Regions from separate parts of the Mus musculus genome. Here regions 2, 3, 4, 5, 6 and 7 are each linked to region 1. A link is a contact called in public Hi-C, HiChIP or PLAC-seq and promoter capture Hi-C data. All regions are on one chromosome and are shown on one strand. Each heading gives the region's core, a stretch centred on a gene start, on an enhancer-like site or on the middle of the called end of the contact. The rest is flanking DNA. Distances are from core to core; before and after follow the strand shown. Region 1 holds the start of Gdpd2 (glycerophosphodiester phosphodiesterase domain containing 2). Region 2 holds the start of Tmem28 (transmembrane protein 28). Region 3 holds the start of Nlgn3 (neuroligin 3). Region 4 holds the start of Med12 (mediator complex subunit 12). Region 5 has its middle 5.4 kb from the start of Gm31385. Region 6 holds the start of Taf1 (TATA-box binding protein associated factor 1). Region 7 holds the start of Gjb1 (gap junction protein, beta 1).

Evidence for each region. Promoter capture Hi-C pulls out the DNA fragments that hold promoters and counts their contacts. Hi-C and Micro-C count contacts between places; a contact is called where the count stands out from the background. HiChIP or PLAC-seq counts read pairs in DNA pulled down with a chosen protein or histone mark.
Region 2: a promoter capture Hi-C map of embryonic stem cells shows a contact between it and region 1, with 4 times the contacts expected there. The contact joins the promoter of Tmem28 here to the promoter of Gdpd2 in region 1. A contact is called at or near these places in 4 of 39 promoter capture datasets (embryonic stem cells, hippocampal neurons, liver and 1 more) and 1 of 9 other capture datasets (liver).
Region 3: a promoter capture Hi-C map of embryonic stem cells shows a contact between it and region 1, with 2.3 times the contacts expected there. The contact joins the promoter of Nlgn3 here to the promoter of Gdpd2 in region 1. A contact is called at or near these places in 4 of 39 promoter capture datasets (the 3T3-L1 cell line, the C10 cell line, cranial neural crest and 1 more).
Region 4: a contact with region 1 is called in a promoter capture Hi-C map of cranial neural crest. The contact joins the promoter of Med12 here to the promoter of Gdpd2 in region 1. A contact is called at or near these places in 1 of 39 promoter capture datasets (cranial neural crest) and 1 of 115 datasets of contacts at active chromatin or transcription factors (embryonic stem cells).
Region 5: a Hi-C map of cerebellum shows a contact between it and region 1, with 2.2 times the contacts expected there. The contact joins the enhancer-like site here to the promoter of Gdpd2 in region 1. A contact is called at or near these places in 1 of 39 promoter capture datasets (cranial neural crest), 2 of 484 Hi-C or Micro-C datasets (cerebellum and myocytes) and 6 of 115 datasets of contacts at active chromatin or transcription factors (the NIH/3T3 cell line, astrocytes, cardiomyocytes and 3 more).
Region 6: a contact with region 1 is called in an H3K4me3 HiChIP or PLAC-seq map of pro-B cells, with 6 times the contacts expected there. The contact joins the promoter of Taf1 here to the promoter of Gdpd2 in region 1. A contact is called at or near these places in 2 of 39 promoter capture datasets (the C10 cell line and cranial neural crest) and 2 of 115 datasets of contacts at active chromatin or transcription factors (astrocytes and pro-B cells).
Region 7: a contact with region 1 is called in a promoter capture Hi-C map of the C10 cell line, with 4 times the contacts expected there. The contact joins the promoter of Gjb1 here to the promoter of Gdpd2 in region 1. A contact is called at or near these places in 3 of 39 promoter capture datasets (the C10 cell line, cranial neural crest and pre-B cells).

The regions. Positions count from the first base shown.
Region 1 is chrX:100,728,458-100,731,157 of GRCm38.p6, reverse strand. It overlaps Gdpd2 (glycerophosphodiester phosphodiesterase domain containing 2), which reads right to left and starts at 1,311. Exons shown (of 16, transcript NM_023608.4): 1 at 963-1,311. It overlaps Gm52438 (a long non-coding RNA gene), which reads left to right and starts at 1,990. Exons shown (of 3, transcript XR_003953096.1): 1 at 1,990-2,401.
Region 2 is chrX:99,818,747-99,821,446 of GRCm38.p6, reverse strand. It overlaps Tmem28 (transmembrane protein 28), which reads right to left and starts at 1,283. Exons shown (of 3, transcript NM_001081283.2): 1 at 1-1,283. The coding sequence starts at 378.
Region 3 is chrX:101,297,822-101,300,521 of GRCm38.p6, reverse strand. Nlgn3 (neuroligin 3) reads right to left here and starts at 1,343. Exons shown (of 7, transcript NM_172932.4): 1 at 1,226-1,343. Med12 (mediator complex subunit 12) reads right to left here. Exons shown (of 45, transcript NM_021521.2): 45 at 1,588-2,700.
Region 4 is chrX:101,272,678-101,275,377 of GRCm38.p6, reverse strand. It overlaps Med12 (mediator complex subunit 12), which reads right to left and starts at 1,287. Exons shown (of 45, transcript NM_021521.2): 1 at 1,019-1,287; 2 at 378-482; 3 at 15-206. The coding sequence starts at 1,117.
Region 5 is chrX:101,331,312-101,334,011 of GRCm38.p6, reverse strand. No RefSeq gene overlaps it. Among named protein-coding and RNA genes, the nearest start is that of Gm31385, 5.4 kb to the left of the region's middle. Within about 2 kb of position 1,326, at least 396 of the 459 cell types and tissues checked have an H3K27ac peak or open chromatin away from gene starts, as enhancers often do. A contact at or near this core is called in cerebellum, embryonic stem cells, microglia and 1 more, where this site is marked.
Region 6 is chrX:101,531,405-101,534,104 of GRCm38.p6, reverse strand. Taf1 (TATA-box binding protein associated factor 1) reads right to left here and starts at 1,370. Exons shown (of 39, transcript NM_001290729.1): 1 at 1,104-1,370; 2 at 496-610; 3 at 244-360. The coding sequence starts at 1,283.
Region 7 is chrX:101,375,976-101,378,675 of GRCm38.p6, reverse strand. It overlaps Gjb1 (gap junction protein, beta 1), which reads right to left and starts at 1,441. Exons shown (of 2, transcript NM_008124.3): 1 at 1,317-1,441.

The sequences.
Region 1 (2,700 bases), core at 62-2,561:
GAATTGTTCTGGAGCAGGGTATTCCTGTGCCTTGTGGTTCTCAGTACGGCTGAGACTAAGCAGATCTACAAACCAGACTGGGCTTGTGAGTGTGATTCTACTTGAGAGGGTGTGCAGTTTGCAGCAGGTGAGAAGTCTACTACTGAACTACCAACGTAAGCAATAAGCAGGGTGTGACTGTGGGTCATGTATCAGCAGATGAACATGTGTGTGCACTAGTGGACTTGTGGCTCCCAGTAAAATGGGTTTCAAAATGACTATGTAAAGGAGCCTCTGGATAATCTCTCTCTCTCTCTTTCTCTGCTCTCTCTCCTCTCTCTCTCTCTCTCTCTCCCTCTCTGCTCTCCCTCTTTCTCTCCTCTCTGCTCTCTCTCTCCCTCTCTCCCTCTATGCTCTCCCTCTTTCTCTCCTCTCTGCTCTCTCTCTCTCTTCTCTCTCTCTCTCTCTCTCTCTCTCTCTCTCTCTCTCTCTCTCATCTAACTGTCCTGTACAAAGGAACGGTGTCGCTTTTTCACTCTGTGTGAGAGCTCTTGCAAGAACGCAAGGTGTGTCTGCTCTTAAAGATGCCCCCTTAATAAATTCTCCTTAGGAAAGGAGGGTCCCGTCTAGGTAGTGGAGGGGTGGGAGCTGGGTCCCTTCCCACTATACTGACTGGTCAACCCAAAGAGAGGCCCCTGCTTCTCCCCATCCCGGAACTGGGCTACAGTATCCTGCCCTGAGCACCAATCCACATCCCTTGCTTCGTCTAGGGTCATACCCGGGCACCCCAGATTTCCAGAGTCCTACCTCCCTCAAGAGTTGCCTGGAAGATGGAATCAGGATCTGGCCAGTCTGAAAGACCCGGAGCAGGGAATCTGACAGGGGTGCTGCATAGCCCCCTGGGCTCCATCCCTCCCGGCTTGAGCCGCTCTTTGCTTCCCGGCTCCCCAGCGGTAGCCCCCAGCCTTCCCGAGCCCTCACACCTTTTACACAGTGAGCAAGCAAGCCCGCAGCTCTGCCTCCCAGCTCCTCTCCGAGTTGTCTGCCTCCTCCCTCTTGCAGTCCCTGGCTCAGCCTCACTGGTCAAACAGGTGTCACTGTTGCCACCTACAGGAAGAAGTGTGGGTCCTCTTGGAAGGCCGGGAGAGGCGCTATGGCTCGAGCACAGTCATGGTGGGAAGATGAGCGAGTGAGCTAGCTGGAGAGGAGGTCGGCTTCTTTACTCTCTGGAGCTGGCAGTCAGGGGGCTTGGTGTGAGGAATTCCTTTGTGCAGCCTTCCCCATCCCTCTGTCCCTCCTCCTGTTCCCCTCCCAGTCACTGCCTGAGGGCTTTGTCCTGGCTCTAGGAGGCCAGGACTGAGGGCATAGGAGGGAGGGAAGCTGGGGGAGGTGACCACACAATTTTGCAACTTGGCAGCGAGGAGAAGGGGCCCTGCCAGTCCCCTAGAAACTCTTGAGTGGATAAGGAAGTCTAACCTCAAGCTTCCTAGGAGTACAACTTCCAATCATTAGCTTCCCTTTCCTCTTGGGCTATTTATACTTCTGCAAGTTCCATCGATGTGATGCTATTGAAGTGACTTTATGAACTCTAGGCAGTAAGATGCCCCATTTCTGGACCAGGAGTCCCTGTGGATGTATTCAATAGCCCTCACCGCACCACCCATCAGGTGCTCATTCAGGATATCAGGCTCGCTGTCTTGTTTATCAAGCACTGAATGGCTTCAGGAGTGTATAGTGTATTAGGGTACCAGGCTTTTGGAAGATGAACATGTACAAAAGAAGCAGGTGGCCTAGCAAGCTGTGGTCAGCTTAGTATAAAAAGTACAGGATTGCATGGGAGCTGTGTTGATGGACAGCTCTTGGATTGGGGCTGATGAAGTGACTTGGGGTCTGTGTGTGAGCACTATGGAGGGTGGGAAAGGATGACTCCTTACAGATAAGCTGGCTTCCCCTCCCCCTCCACACACTCAATTTTATCCAGTGAGGGAGACTGGCTCTCTTCTGCCAGGAGCTGGTTCCCTCCCTCTCAGCTTTCCCATTGTATCCAGAGGCTCTATTTGGCAATGACAGAGATTCTCTAACTCTCTCAGAATTAAAATGCAAAGAGGAGCAAGGCTGCTTGCTGGCAGGAAGCCAGGGAGGGCCAGCGGGTCACCTAGTCCTCCACTGGGAGTCATTCTTGGCAGGTTGTTTTTCAATTTCCTTTGCTTGGGTTGTGGTGGATTCTAGAGTCTTGTTTTCTTGTACGTGGGGATGGTTTGAGAGCCTTTTGGGGGTGGTGGGGTGGGGACAGCATTCGATATGCATGGATGAGCCTCAAGGCTTGCAAACTCCCAAAAGGTTTCAAATATAGCCTGTATGAGGTACTGCATGGCTGGCCCCCCTTCTGGCTTCTAACTGGAGACAAGAAATCTGGCATAAGGTAAGGAATAATCCTTGTCCCCCCCCCCCCACTTCCTTTTTAAGGGAGAAAGCAAGGGGGCAGTAGTTTTGTTCTGTAAACGGAAAAGCATTAGTAGGATTGCAGGGCACTAGAAAGAACTATATGGTAAATGTAACTGGCTTCTGTTCCCAGCTCTAATATTCACTGACATTGTAACTCTATATAACCACCTCTTTGTACCACGGTACTATCTCTGTTAGATATTTAATGTTCCCCAAGGGCTTGTGTGTTCACAGCTTGTTCCCTGGCCTGTGGTACAATTTGGGAGGTTGGGGAAA
Region 2 (2,700 bases), core at 34-2,533, 910 kb after region 1:
AGGGGCGGCTTTGGTCAGGTTGCTGTATCGCGGGCCGCAGGTGCCCGAGGACGCGCTGGGCTCGCCAGGCGACGGCGGCGGCGGCGGCAGCACCGCGCGAGGAGGTACCGGCTGCCGCTCGCGGCCGGCCCCCCAGGGCGGCCGCATGGCGCTGCTCAGCTCCCTGGCCCGGGGCCGGGCCCCCGCGCACAGCCACAGATGGTCAGCGAGCAGCACGGTGAAGAAGAGCAGGGACGCCAGGGACAGTCGCCATCGCTGCGCCCGCTCCGAATCGGCGCAAGGTTTGTCGCTCTGCCTGGGAGCCCAGCAGCAGCAGCAGCAGCAGATAGTCAGCGCGGCGGCGTCTTTCCCGGGCCACATCCAAGCGCCCCTGAACATATTTCAGGGGGGTCCGGGCTGGAGGGAGTAGGCAGGCGCGAGGCCGGACGGCCGTCTCGGGAGGGCGGGCTGCGCACCGCACCGCGCTCCTCAGCGCCGTCCAGGCTTTACCTCGGGGGCCGCATGGCTAGGCAGGCCGGCCGGCCCGGGGCCCCGCTCAGGCCGTTGTGGCGGGGCGCTCTCGGGCCGTCCCCGCGCCCCTCCCGCGCTCCCCTGCTGGCAGCCGGGGCGCCGCCGCCCGGCCCGCTAGGCGCAGCCCGGCGTCCCGGCGGGGGGCGGTGCGGGGCACTGGGGCGGTGGCGGCTGCGGCGGCGGCGCCGCACTCCTCATGGTGTCGGGCCCCTCCGCTACCCCGGGCTCCGCGCCACTTCACTCCGCGCCCCCGGCCCCCTGGCTCGCACTCTGCTCTGGCCGTCCGTCTCGGCTCGGCGCGGCTCTGCGCCCCTCAGCGCCGCCGTGCGGGCCCCGCCGCGCTCCACTCCGCTCCCCTCGCCCGCGCCGCTCCTCTCCCGCCCGTCTGCCCGCTGCCCGCTGCCCGCTCCGTGCAGCTCCCCGCCTCGCTCGTGCCCTCCTAGGCCGGCCGGCCGGTCCGCCGCCGGCCCTTCGGGCTTCCCTCGCGCTCTGGCAGTCCGCTGGGGCCGGTCCCGGGCCGGCTCCGCTCTGGCTCCGCACCCGCGGCTCCCGGAGTTCCGGCTCGGGCGGGCCACCTGGCTCCCCGCAGCGCCACAGACGCCGGACGCGGACGCCCGGCTTTACTTAGTGCGCCTCTCGCTTCCGCCTCTGCTTCGCCCCGCTGTGGCGGCCGCCCAAAGGCATGGCCCCGTGGCTCCCGCTGGCCATGCCCCCTCAGTCTGTCGCCATCTTCCGCTGTGCGGAGAACACCTTGAGAGCCCGTGTGCGAGTGTGTTTGGGGGGGAGCAGGGCGGAGAAAGAGGCACCGGGAGGAGGAGGGAGCGGGACTGGGGCCCCGACTGCGCCTGCGCCTCAGGACTCCCCCCTCCCCAACCCCAGCCCCCGCCGGCCGCAGCCTGTGCTGTTTGGGGATGTTTCCAGTCCACCCCCAACTCCATTCACTTCGGCGCCTCCGTTCACCCGACCGCTCCCCGTGTGCACACGCCACACGCAGAGTCCCAGGCCTGGCGCTCCCCCTCCCCCACCAAGCGACCGCTCGCCTCCCTTCCCAGGACCGCCCCTCGCTCCCCCCCGAGGGCTAAGGGACTTCTGAGGGTGATTCTAAGAAGCAGGGGGCATCTCCTTAGGTTCTTGCTACCTCTCTGGGTAGCCTCGCCCTCGTCCTCAGGACTAGGGGACACTAAAGCCGGTTGCGGATAGGACCGGTCCAGAGTCCCTAACTCCGCTAACGCTCTCACTGTCCTGCCTGAGGCCAAGACTGCCCCTGGTGCTGAAGGACAGCTCCCAGTTTAGCTGTAGAAGGGGACTGAGCTCTGAGTGCGTCCTGAGGGAGGCAAGGCAGTGCACTAAGACCGGTAGTAGTGGTGGGGTGTCGTTTTTGCCCTTAGGAAGATTTCCAGCAGCCTCCCCCCAAAACCCGTCCTAGCTTCCTGGCTCCCCCTACAGGCTGCTGAGAATAGCTGAGCGCCAGAGTTAGGGAAGCTGTGCCGGGTGGAACCATGCGCTCCTGGCTCTTAGAGTCACATGGCTCTAGGAACTCGGACATACAAATGTCCTGCCGCGCTACTAACCTTGTTTGGACTCCACAAACATCTCAGATTGCTCCTGTGGTATACTTCCTTTTTGCATTCCCTTTTTCCGCTGCAACTCTTCCGTAATAGTTTTGAACAAACTACTCTCCCAGGGATTTGTTACTAATCATAACAATGGAAAAAGAACCTTTATTGAACACACATAGAACTTGCTAGATACTGCACTTGGCACTTTAATTTGCTTTAGTCTTCTGATCTCATCAACCTTATGAGATAGATGTTAGCGTTGTCTTCATTTGCATGCGAGGAAGCTGAAATTTAGTGTCTTTAAACCGTCTCAGATAACCGGTGCATCCTGACAGAAACCCAGGGAGTCTGACCCTAGACCTCTCTACAGTGTCAGGAAGGCCTTAGAAAGATGAAGGAGTAGAAGACACAGGCCTGTCTTAAAGGAAACTACAGTTCTCCGAATACGGAAATGAGAATTATATACTGGCTAATGGAATTCATGGGTAGAGGATGTAGGTTCAAGTAACACTTCTAAACTGACCAGGCTTTGTGCCCTGAAAGAATCTGTTCTATGTTTTCTTCTTGACAGCATGAGGGAATGCCAAGGGCTAAATGAGATGGGTAGGGACTGTTAGCACTACTCAGTGCT
Region 3 (2,700 bases), core at 94-2,593, 570 kb before region 1:
GGGAGGGAGAGACAGAGAGAGACAGAGACAGAGAAGGAGGGAGAGACAAGAGACAGAGAAAGATGGGGAGGAAAGCAGGCAGGCGGGTAAAGTGACTAAAGGGATGGGGGCTTAGAGGAAATGGGGAGCAAAGTATGGGGTGGGGAGATCCCAGACACTGCCCAGAATGCACCCGGGTGGAGAGGTGGAGGGGAAGGGGAAGGGGAAAGAAGGGGTAGGAGTAGGGAGGTGGGGCAGGAGGGAGTGGGTGGGTGTGTATATGGGGGGGGGGTTAGTCCGCAGCTGAGTTCACACAATCCCCCCATTCACCGTCTCCATGGCAACTCTGGGGCACAGACCGCTCATTCACACAGCTTCCCCGCCAGCACCCCCCCATTAACCCCCTCGATGCTGCCCCCACCTCACAAATTCCATTAACCCTTTCTAGAGGCCTTCCTCTCCCGTAACCCTTCCGCGCCAAATGCCAAATTCCCCTGTTGAGTCAATTCGCTGCAGCCCCTCCCTCTGGTGAACACCTAGACAAACCAACCGACCCCCAAATGCCCTCTGTACCCTAGGACCCACTGTGAGTTAGTTCCCAAGGCCAAGATCTCCATTCTGGTCCAACTTGCAATTTGGGAGAAGACAAGGGAGGCAGCAATGCTGGGATGAGAATGGCATCTAAGGGGACTTTGGGGGCTGGAGCAGTCTTGGGCAAGGGGCATTGTGCTGGAATGGATCAGTGTTGAGAACTGCAGTATTGGGGGCTATGTGGGTTTGGAACGATATTAGAGGATGAAATTGCCTTAGAATGGGGAGGCTAGAATAAAGGCCTCCATTGGGTGGGGGGGCTGCAGAGAGTGGGGGAGGGAACCTGGCTGTAAGATGCTATGATGGAAGGGGTGTGGGGGTGCACTGCAGGAGAGAGGGTATTGGCAATGTGCAATCCTTGAATGGGGCTGGGGGCTCTGGTTAGGGGTATTTTTTGGTGAGCATGCAGGCTGGATGATAGAAATAGAGAAACCATGGGCGGAAGGATGATAGGGATGCAGGATTTAGGGAGGAGGTAGAGGAGAGAAGCAAAGTGAGGGAGGGCCGGGAGGTCAGGGGTACCTATGGAGAACACGGGGTTGAGAAGGATGGGAGCCACTGGCCGGGGAGGTGGAGGGACCCGGGATTGGGAGGGGACAGGATTGGGAAAGGTATGGGCAGCTAGAGGATGAGAGACCGAAGCAGGCGGCCTCACCTGTTCCCTAGGCGGCTGCAAACGATTGAACCAGGCCACGGACCACCCATATCGCCTCCAGGCCAAGGGCTCCGCACCCGAATCTCCGAGATCAGCTCTCCGGCAGCCTGGCTGCTGTGCCCGCGCACCAAGGGGGCGCGCTGCGCGTGCCCGGACACGGGGTGGGGGGGGCGCGGTCCCTGGCATTAACTCCTTTTGTGCCAGTGATGGCTCAAGTCCTGGGGCATGGCCCAATCCCCCCACCACACACACACACACACACACACACACACACACACACACACACACACACACACCCACCACGTCAGGCAAGCTCTGCTCCTGTCCCCCACCCTCACATTCCAAGCTATCAGACAGGTAGGTGATTTTCCAGGAAAACAAATCCAAACTTTATCGGCAAAGCTTGAGACCTTGATACAGGGAGAAACTGAGGCACTGTATGGAGAAGATCCAGTTTCTTGCCACAAAGCCCTCATTTGGCAAGCATCACCTCTCCTTAGCACCAGCACCACCCAAGGTGCAATCACCAGTGGGGTCACTTTTCCCTCATCCTGTTACCTCCCAGAGGTCAATGTCATTCACTTCTGCTGCTTCTGTCAAGGTGGATTGGATTCAGTCTCAAAAGACCAGTTCTCGCCCCATTCTGGTTTCTACCCCCACCCCAATAGCTAATGTTTTTATCTAGTTTCTATATGTAATACACCTATCCACTTGACCTAGCACACATACACCATTAAATCCCTGCTGAACGTCCCTTATCCTAGCCAAACTTCTACCCCTTGGGCTGCTTCCAGGATAGAGCAAGTCAAGAAAAAAACTGCTTCAGTTGTGCTGGCTTTACCATACCTGGGAGCCCCGTTCCTTTCTCACGACTTGAGGAAGTCCTGTATGTAGATGGGCTTTGTGGGCTCAGAGATATTTTTAAAAATGACTTGGATATTCATCAGTTGGCACTCAAGCTTTTAAGGGCATAACTGACACCTCCCAGTGATAGGGTGTAATTATAGATTGGGGGTATACTCCAGTTATCACCCAACCTGGGGGTACCCTCCAGTTATCACCCAACCACCAGACTAATGTAGACTTCTTCTAGTCCTAGCTGAGCAGAAATTGTCATAAAGTAGCTGGGGCCCCCAGCGCAGCCTTGGATTGAGGGCCTAAGGCAAACAGACCACAGAGATGGTGAGACCAGCCCAGCCCTTGTTTCAAAAGTGACTCTGAAGGAAATTTTGGGTTGAGAGTGAGAAACAGTCACTCTGGGAAACTGCCAAGGTGGGTTGTATGAAAACATGGGGTTCCAGCAGGTCAGGGAGAAACAGGTGTGGCATCCTGCTTGTCTCTCTTCCTGCTAGAACTAGTCGGAACTTCTGTCACATCACATGCCATCTCATGCGCACAGACAGCAACTATTTAGAAATGTTCCCTTCAGAGAAGTTCTCTAGTTAGCTTGGTGTATTTGTGGGGACTACATGAGA
Region 4 (2,700 bases), core at 38-2,537, 540 kb before region 1:
AAAGAGTACTTCACCTTTTTGGCTAGGTGTGTGAGTGGTTTGGTGCCAGCCAGGTCAGTGAACCAGGTGTTAATAGCACTCTGAGATCTTGCAGTCACCAGCCAGAAGTTGTCCTTCTGGTTCATTAGGGACTTCCTGCGACCAGTGTCAGAGAGAGTATTACACCTTAACTTCTCTGCGATGATGCTGCTGAAGTTGGAACTGATCTAAAGGGGGAAAAGTAGACCTCAGGGTAGGAAGACTGTGAAAATGCCAATGTGCTAGCACTGAGTTATAAACTCTGCCACCTAGGTTGTCCCTTTCAGTTTGCCCAACCCGGAGCTTTTGCTCCTCAGATTCTTCCAGCCTTTTCCTTCAGCCTGGCAGGGTTGTCTCACCTTGGCAGGATTGAAGTTGACGTTCTTGGCACTGCCATGTTCGTCCCCAGAGACAGCAGGCTGGTTATTGAAACCTTGTTTTACATTCAAAGCCGTCAGTTCATCCTGAGGCAGAAAAACAGCATTTTTAGCTCACCCTCATTCACCTTATAGAAGAGGTTGTAAGAGAGGGCAGAGGAAAAGGTAACAAGGGAGCCAGGGAGGAGGAGGAGGAGGAGGAGGAGGAGGATTCTGACTAGAAGAGGTTGTTATTTAAAGCCCAGCCCTTATGTTCATTTGGACCCCACCCTCACCCCCACAGTCAATGAGACTCCCACATCCCCCAGAGCGACCTCAACATCACTCTTCCCTTACCGGCACCTCACCAAGCTGGCCCTAACAACTTTCTGAGGTTTGTGTGTGAGCGCCCGAGTGAGTGTGGAGGGGGGCACCTCTGGCATGGCTCCTGAACCCACGAGCTCCTCAACCGGAACTGCTGGCAGACCCTACTCTCCAGCAGGGCACCAGTCCACTCTACTCTTCCCCCTGTTGGGACTTTTTCTCTCACCTAACCTCATCCCCCCTTGCCCTCAACTGTCAGTGTCTCTTCCCTCACGAAACACCTGCCCGGACCCCGCGGGAACCGGGAATTGTGAACGCACCTCCTTCTGTTTGGGATCTTGAGGGTACACATCGGGAGGCCCCAGCCGCAGCCGCTTCAGGGGTCGGTGTTCATAGCTCAAGATCCCGAAAGCCGCCATCTTGCCCAGCCCGTACCGCCTGAGGCGCCTGCAGGGCCAGGCGAGGTGGGGAGGGAAGGGGCGGAGGGCCGAGGACGGGAGGGAGCACGGGGACAGCGAGCCGGGCGGCGGTAGAGAGGACCGAGGCCGAGAGAAGGGGGGTGGCGGAGGCGGGGCACGTTAGAAACTCTCGATTACTGCCGGAAACTGCCGAGGGACGCTGGGTACCGTCGGACAATACTGACTGCAGAGTGGGTGGGGCCTCGCCGGCGCGGGGCGGAGCCCCACAGCCCGGGAGCTTTGGGCCCTAGGAGGGAAAGTCAATTTCACACACTAGAAATCCACCGGCGTGGCCGGGGCTGGAGGCGCAGACCTGGAATAGGGAAGGCAGCCGCGGCGCTGAGCTCTCTCGCTGGAACTGGCTTCCCGTGGCCTCGCTCAGTTCTTGGCCTAAAATAAGTGCTCGGGAATTTTTAGTTTAGTTAATAACTGCGTCTTTTACTGATCACTTCGTTTCTTGGTTCTCACATCTGGATAATGGGCATGCTAAACTTCCTTCAAAGGACAGTTGTAAAGATTAGAAACTACTATTGTTTTAAGAAAGCACCTCTGATCTGATACAAAAGATCCGGTCTAGCCAGGCGCAGGCCTTTAACCCCTGCAGAGGCAGAGACAGACGGATCTCTGTGAAGTGCTTGCCTTACACAAAAAGAAAGCAACTGTAAAACTGAAGTGCTTATAATCTCTCCAGGTGGTTACAGGCCCTCTGCACCACAACCCCCTAACCCTTTGTTGTTGTTGTTAACCCTTAACCTGGCGGTGCACACCTTTAGTCCCAGCAGAAGAAAGCAGATCTCTGTGAATTCAAGGCCAGCCTGGTTTACACAATGACTTCCAGAACAGCCAAGTCCATGTATGAACTGTGTAACCCTGTCTCAACAACAACAACAACAAAACCAAAGAAACAAACAAAAAGTAGCCAGATTGATGGCAAACACCTTTAGTCCTAGCAACTAGAGAGGCAGGAGCAGGAGTATCTGAGTTCAAGGCCAGCCTGGTCTACACACTGAGCTCCAGAACAGCCAGAATTACATAGCGCCCTTGTCTCAAAAGAAAAAAAACCACAGGGTTTGGGGATTTACCTCAATGGTAGAGCACTTGCCTAGCAAATACAAGACCCTGGGTACCCGTCCTCAGCTCTGGAAGGAAAAAAACAAACCAAAAAAAAAAAAAAATGCCAACGTGTCATCAGAGTCAGATGTGGTGGGGCAAGCAGGTCATCCAGAGCAACAGTGACTGACACATACCCTGTCTCAAAAAGAAATCCATTGACACTTACATTATGTGTGTCACACACCTGTAATTCCCACAGCTCGGGAGATTGGCAAAAGGATAACAAGTTACTTCCAGCCCAAATTACATAGACACACACACACACATACACACACCTCTTTTCTGAGACAAGGTCATCTCATCATGTAATCGCAGGTGGCCTAAAACTTTCCATATAGCCCACGCTGGCCTAGAACTCACAGAAAGCTCAGTGAGCCATCTGCCTCCTAAAGCTTCCAGGCCGGATCAAAAGGAAAAGGGAGGAGGAGCAG
Region 5 (2,700 bases), core at 77-2,576, 600 kb before region 1:
GCCCAGCATCCCGGCAGAGGATCACACAGCCTATCAGCGCAATGGGAAAAGTCTAAATTTCCACCATTCGTGTGCTGATTCTTGAAATGGTCAAAATCGGAAACAAAAGCCAAGGAGGATTTGTGTCTGCACTGACCCTTTACCCCAGCATGGGCAAAACACATGTTGCCTCTTTCCTGTTCCTTGGCTATTCCATGCAGAAGGTAGAGGGTCGAGCCTGGACAATGCAAATGAACGGTGGGTGGGATTCAGCCAGGGGACCTCTACAGGGAGAACTAGAGATGGAAGATAAAAACTCAGCCCCCTCCTAACCACCACACCTCAGTGTATGTGGTTCGGAAATCTCCATTCTTTGATGCAATACTCAGGCTTATGGGTGTTTACTGCACACAGAGCCTATGAAACCCTAGGCTACACTGCTACTTTCAGGCAGCTTTACCTGTGGGATAAGAAACTTGGCGGAGAAGTGATGTCTGAGCATGAAGAAGCAAAACGAGACTACAGGAAGCAGCCTAAAGGAGACAAGTGTAGCCAGCTCCCTTTACACAGCTTCTGGCTTCATTTAACCCAGTCGGGGAAAACATGCTGTAAGGGCACGCAGGAGCATGGATGACATAGGGCCCCTGGCTCAGGTAGACATCCATCCTTTCATCTGAATCCAGCAGCTTCTTCGCTCTGCCTGGGCTCTCTGTTTTCTCCATTATCTACCGAAGGCTGGATTCCTCTTTAGGATTACAATCTTTGTTAAGGTTGTCCTATATGATTGACACGTATGTCCCCAGAGACCTACAGAATGATCCGAAAGCCTCCACCTAACTCCACCTTTCCAGGCTCCTCCCTCAGAGTGGCTGGCAGCTGGAGCAAAGGCAGCCCCCTGTGATCTGGGGCTGAAGTGGAAGCCGAGGCAGTCCCCCTCCCAATCATTTTTCCTTCCCCGGCCTCCAACAAGTAAGACAGAAACCTCAAAGGACAGTGAGGGGTTAAGCTCCTTATATGGAAATGAGACTCCTTCCTGTGCGGAAATAAGTGTTTTAGCTTCAAGTACACACACACACACACACACACATAGGCACACACACACACATAGGCACACACACACACACACACACATACAGGCACACGCACACACACACGCACGCGCGCACGCTGGCGGCGGCGGCGGGGGGCGGGGCGGAGAAGGGGGGCGCGCGGGCGCGCGCGCGCCTTCAGATAAAATTCCCGAAGCTCCTTCTCTTTGGCGGGGGCGGAGGGTGGCGGGCAGCAGGGGCGGGGCCGGGAAAGGCCACTTTGCGCAGCGCAGACAGAGGGATGAGTCATCAAAAAGACTCGGGGAAAGGAAGCGGAACTAGTCATCAGAGCCGGGAAAAGAGGTAGCCAGTCATTAGACAGGGATGGTGTCAATCATACTTTCTCCACCAATGATCTGAGAGTCTCTCAGGCCTCGCAGACCGGAAAAGGGGTCTTGGGAGGCGGTCTAAAGCTGCTGAGATCCGAAAAGCTTGGGCGCTGGCGGCGGCCAAGGCTACGGACGCGCGCAGGGCCCCCTGGCAGGAAGATGGCGTTTGCCGTCAAGGTCACATGGCCACTTTTGAGCACTAAAACGAAAGACTAGCTAAGAAAGAGTAGGGACGGCCATCATGGGGCCGGATTTTCAGAAAGCTGTCAGGATTCCAAGTTGTTTTTTTTCCAGTTCGCAAGCACATTTGTCTTAGTTATCAGCCATATTCTAAACACATCGTACAGCTCTGGGAAAGGGCGGGGTCTTCCCTGGGCTTTTTTCCCCCTCTGCAAGCCTGAAAAGGGGTGGACGAAGCCTGGGCTAGAGTGGTTGGAGGAACTACAGGAGGGCAGCACTTGACAAAATAAAAGCACCCACCCGGGTCTTGACAGGCTTGGGAGACCAGGAAGGGAGGCCGATTCTGCCCACCACCTTTTTTTTTTTGGTTTTTCGAGACAATGTTTCTCCGTGTAGCCCTGGCTGTCCTGGAACTCACTCTGTAGACCAGGCTGGCCTCGAACTCAGAAATTCTCCTGCCTCTGCCTCCCAAGTGCTGGGATCAAAGGCGTGCGCCACCACACCCTGCTCACTGCCCACCACTCTTAATCCCTAAAGGTCCATGCCAGGCTTAGCTCCAGGTAGTGAGTGAGGTCCAATGCCTGAGCCCTCTCTAGTTTGGAAAAGTTGATTTGATTAAGTTCCTTGAATAGGTTCAATGTAAATTCAGGATCAGAAATCTTAAAACTTTACAATTTACAAGATAAAATATGTCAATCTGTGTAAAATGTGTTGTTGTTTATGAGGTGACCCACAAACATTACTTGGGAAGTTTTCTTGTTCCCTTGCCAAGCTTGGTAGCCCATACCTTTAATCTCGGCACTCAGGAAGCTGAGGCAGGAGGATCTTGGTGAGTTTGAGGCTAGTCTGGTCCACATATTTCCAGGAAACCCTGGGCAATATGGAGATACCCTATCTCAAAAGGGAAGGGGGGGTCTTTTTGAGCTGCGCCTGCGTACGCCTTTAATCCCAGTACTGAGGGGTGGGGGCAGAAGCAGGTGGATCTCTTGAGTTCCAAGCCAGCATGGTCTACAGAGGGTTCTAGGACAGCTAGGGCTACACAGAGAAAGCCTGTCTTGAAAAACCAAAAGAAACATTTTTTGAGACATGGTTTTCTTTATTGCACAGCTCTCAATGTCCTGGAA
Region 6 (2,700 bases), core at 121-2,620, 800 kb before region 1:
CAGAGCCCAAAACAGACTTATTCAGGAAGAAAATGTACTAAACTGCCAATTTTGCAACATTAAAGAATACCAAGCGTAGTGGGGAACATGTCTAATCCTAGCACTTGGGAAACAGAGGCAAATGCATCTCTATGAGTTTGGGACAATCTTGCATGCATAATGAGTTCCAGGTCAGGCAGGGCTATGTTGAAAGACCCATTGCTAGAAAACAAGAAGGGGGGGGGGGGGCGGAGAGAGAATCACCTGTGTGGCAAAGGGGTTGCAAGCTTCCCATTGTCTGCTGGTATCTTCTACTTTCATCTTCTGCCACCTCGTTGATGTCAGAATAGTCCACAGCATCCTCTCTACTCCTAATCCATCCTATGGATAAAAAGGGAGACGTCTCAAGAGAAAGCAAGTAATTATCACTTCCTTAGAAAATCCCCACTGAAAAGCGTACAACAGGCTAATCTCCTCCCCCCACCCACACTGTCCTCCCCATGGCCCACACTTTACCTTCATCATTTACCAGGGCACCATCACTCCCGGACAATTCTTCATTTGCTGTGAGTTCAGTGATCAGGCTGCCAAGACCCAAAGCCCCCAAGCCCGCAAGATGCTTCTTGCACTCCTGAAAAGGGGACAGCATGAGGGTCGAAAATAACAACTAAACCTGAAGGTCCTACACAAGTATATTTCCCTTGCTCATAACAAAGTCACAAATCCATCTGAGAAATTATTTCATGAAGTGCTGCTCAAAGAAACATCACATTCAAGAACTATATAGGAAATCTGCTAAATTCCATACAGATCAGTTCCGAACAACACACGTTCCATCCGTAGTCCTGGCTTTGGAGCCATTAGGATCAGCAAAAGCCAGAAAAAGCAGAGTTCCAAGGGTCTTTAAGAAGGCCTTCCACAGTGGCGGTTCTGATAACCTTACTAGAGTTAACTATTATCTTTCCTACCAGGCAAGGAGAATGTTACCTTCGAAGCCAACACCTCAGCATCAGTGACTGACACTTAAGACTTTTCCTCTTCGTCCTTCCTCCGAGTTGAGCCCTCTCGCGCTGTCTCCAGTTCTCCCTAGCCACAGCACCCGCCGCCCCAGGCCCACGACTCACGTCATCCAAGACGCTTTCGCCTTCCAACTGCCCTGCTCCATTGATGTTGCCGAACAGGAACCCAGTTAGAGAAAATGGGCCTCCACCAGCCGACTCTTCGTCGCTGTCTGTGTCGGACATGACGACGGAAGGGCTACCGCCACCCTTGTCCTGCAGCAGCCCAGCCCACCCCGGGCCCATGGGCGGGAAAGAAAAAATACGTCAGTCGCACACGGGTGACTTGCAGCGCTCCCTGACCCAACCAGAGGCTACCGGAAGTTGAAAAAAAGGGGGGAAGGATGGGCCGTCCTACGTGATCCTTTGATGTCGGGATGGCTACTTCCTTTGATGTGTTTGATTGGTCCGCCCAAGATCAGGCTGGATAACTGGAAGGTGATTGGTCAAACAAACCAGTCCCGCCCATCAACTGCGCGGGTCCGTTCTGGTTGCTATGGTAAGAGCGGCAGATTTTTCTCCAATAAGAAAGTAGATCTGAGGCGGCGTGACCTACGACCTCTGGAAACCGCGCGTCACCGGCTACAGTACACACTACACAATAATGATTTGAGCCGTCTTTTCCGGTTTGTGCCGTTCCCCAAAGGAACATTACTATGAATTGTGATAGGGGGACGACTGCTACTTACTTATTTTGAATTTACATTTTCCCATGGTAAAATGTTAAGCTTAGTAAAATGAGCAACCGAAACTTCAAGATTCACAAACATTAAACATTTTCATAGTTTTTTTAAGCGCACATATGATTCCCAGCACTATATATATATATATATATATGTATATATATATATATATATATACATACACATATATGCATATATATGTGTGTGTGTATGTATGTATATATGTGTGTAAATGTGTAAAAGCATGGAGAGAAGAAAGAAACCGAGTGGGAGAAGGGGGGGGGGGTTGAAGAGGGGAGAGAAAGTGAAAGAGAGACAGAAATATACAAGGCTGGGATACAGCTCACTGGCCAACATAGATTCAATTCCCTGTACTTAAAAAATAACCTTATTTTGCCAGGAATGGAAACCTGAGGTAGAAGTGTCTCTGAACCGGGCAGTGGTGGCGCACGCCTTTAATCCCAGCACTCGGGAGGCAGAGACAGGCGGATTTCTGAGTTTGAGTCCAGCCTGGTCTACAAAGTGAGTTCCAGGACAGCCAGGGCTACACAGAGAAACCCTGTCTCGAAATAACTAAAAAAAAAAAAAAAAAAAAAAAAAAAAAAGAATTGTCTCTGTAAGACCAGCATAGTATACATAGTTAAGCTCCAGGCTACTAGGGGAAACCCTATCTTTAAAAAAAAGTTTTTTAAGTACTCTATATATTTGTGTAAATAGACATATTGAACCAGTGAGGTGCCTCTGTAGGTAACATATCTGCCACCAACCCCGGAGCCCCATCCTGAGGACATATTTCATGTTTCAGATCACCATGGTGGCACACAGACTTGTTTGAATTGGAGCATCTTCACTGTGGCCAAACCGAGGATCTGTTCAGAGTTCCTACTTTGCATTTTTTGTGCCTGTTTGCTTGTTCATGTTTAGTTTGTTCTGAGGCAGAGTCCCACTTAAGTTTCCTGGGCCAGGCCTTGAATTTTCCA
Region 7 (2,700 bases), core at 192-2,691, 650 kb before region 1:
CTTGTCTCAAGACTTCCGAGTACTGGGATTACAGACATAGGCCACCTTGCATATGTCTGGAAAATGCTGTACCTTATCACACATCTGGTAAACATGTGCTAAAACTCAGATTGCAAAGCATATTGGTTCCTTACCAATGGTTTCTGCCCATTAAAACGTCTTTGTAGCCAGGCAGTGGGATCCCAGCACTTGCGAGGCAGAGGCAGGTGGAGCTCTGTGAATTCGAGGCCAGCCTGGTCTACAGAGTTCCAGAGCAGCGAAATCTACACAGAGAAACCCTATCTCATAACTCAAAATAAAATAAAATAAAATAAAATAAAATAAAATAAAACTTCTTTTGTGGTTGGGCTAGTTTGTACATTCTTTTAATCCCCTGTCTCATTCAGGAGATAGAGGTAAGAGGATCTCTGACTTGAAGCCAGCCTGGTTTTTATAGCAAGTTCCAGGACAGTTAAGGCTACATAATGAGACCCTGTCTCAAATAAATAATAAAATAAAGAAATAAAACAAACCCTTTTGTGTATATTCTCCTTTCCTCCTCTAATATTCTAAGTCTGTGGGTTCTGTTATGCCACTCTTGACAGCTGGAATGACTTTTGTTGTTGTTGTTGTTTTGTTTTTTTTTAGACAGAATTTCTCTGTGTAGCCCTGGCTGTCCTGGAACTCACTTTGTAGACCAGGCTGGCCTCGAACTCAGAAATCTGCCTGCCTCTGCCTCCCCGGTGCTGGGATTAAAAGCATGAGCCACCACACCCGGCTGGAATGACTTTTTAACAGCTGGGAGCCATCTTTCCAATACATCTTCTAACCATCAGTTACCCTAAGTTCATCTTGAGCCTGCCTGCTCCCCTCAAGCAAATGGAAAGGCATGTTCCCCCATCCTCTTGGGTACATGCCTGCTTTACCTTATAATCAAGAAAAGAAAGCAGCATCTGGCATTGTCTTGACAGTTTCATGGAACCCTCCCCACCCCACCCCCACATGCCAAAAAGTATCTCAGGAAGGCAACCTTAGTCACCTTATGTTGAGAGTTCTTCAAGTCTGCCTTCCTGGGAGTCTGACCCCCATGGACATGAGAAGAATCTTTGGCTGAGGAAAAAGAACGAGAAGAGAAGGAACTTGGAGTCTGAAAGAAGGTGAGAGTTGGAGGCTGAAGAGAGAATCCAAGCAGGCAGGTCACCTGGCAGGTGGACATCAGAGGGAAGCACAGAAAAGCCCTAAATGGCTGAATGCTGAAGTCAAGGGAAGACCCAGGCCTCTTTTCAGCACCATAGCAGCGCACCACAGCCCCCTCCCTCAGCTCCCAAACTCCTCACCTCCCTGGCACTGCCACACCTGGTTGCAACTGCCTTTTCCCAGGGAATGTATGCAGGCGTGTCTGCTCAGTGCCACTAGGTACTGTCAAAGCCCAACCCAGGGGAGGGACAACAAGCCCAGGACCGGAGCTTGACATGGCCCACAGCCCAAGAGGAAGCAGAGAAACATTAACCAGCCCCACCCCCCGTTCCACACACAATCATTAAACAAGATTGATCCCTGAGGTCCCAATGGATTTGGATCTGGAGTTCTTGCCCTGTCCCAGAGGAAAAGAAGCATCATTTGTCACTAAAATGCCATGCTGGGCCTATGTGGGGTACTGAACTAGACCTGGCTGCTTAATACATTCCAGCTATGCCCAACTCTTGGCCTTCAGTAGACCCACTTTGTGGGCAAGCAGCACAGAGGAGTCCCATGCTGCATGCTATCTTCTCTAGATCCCAGCCTCTAAAAACTAGGGACAATTGAGAGGACAAAAACACCTGAGGTCAAAGTGGGAGATGGTCTTGTTCCCTAGCTACAGAGCAATACCAGGCTATCATTTGCTTACTCTCCTTGTACTTAATCGCTGGAGATAGACTGCAGTAATTCTAGTTGTATCCCAGAATCATAAAACCTTCTTAGAAATTATCTTCTACTCTTAGGGCTAAGGCAGTTGATCTGTCAGATATAAGCAGGAACTCTTGGCAATCATTTAGGTAAACAGAATGTCAACCATTAACTGAAGGATCCATCTAGTTTCAAGGTCTCCACACTGAAGGCTCACCTGAGGACCCTGCTCATTTTGCAACCTGGACCACTGAAGAAACAAGTGAAGCCAGCAGAGCGGGTCTACTGCCATCTCCTTGATCTCACTGCCACAAACCGAGCCAGGGCCTCAGATTCCCTCGGCCAAGTCTGAGTTATGCCAGATAAGTCAGCAGATAAGCCTTTACTGGATACTTACTGGGAAGCCAGCATAGAGCTCCGTGCTGGGGTCAGGGGGACAGAGGAAGAAAGAACATGCTGACTCTTAAAAGAGTTTATTGGTCTGGAGGTGTGGCTTAGTGTATAAGTATTTAGCCTTGGGTTGAATGTCCAACACTCCGCACATCAACAAACTAACGGAATTGAACAATCTTTTGAGAATACACAGCCAGAACAAAAGTGATTGCTTTGTGTATTCAGGCACATGAATCTGCTTCAGACTGTGAAGGAGTTCAAAGGGGAAGAGAAGAAACTGTTATAGGATCAGGTGTGGTGGCCCGTATCTTTAGTCCCAGCATTCGTGAAGCAGAGGCAGGCTACCTGGCCTACAAAGTGAGTTCCATTCATCCAGGACAGCCAGGGCTACACAGAGAAACCCTGTCTCAAAAGACAAGAAGAAGGAAGAGGAGGAGAAGG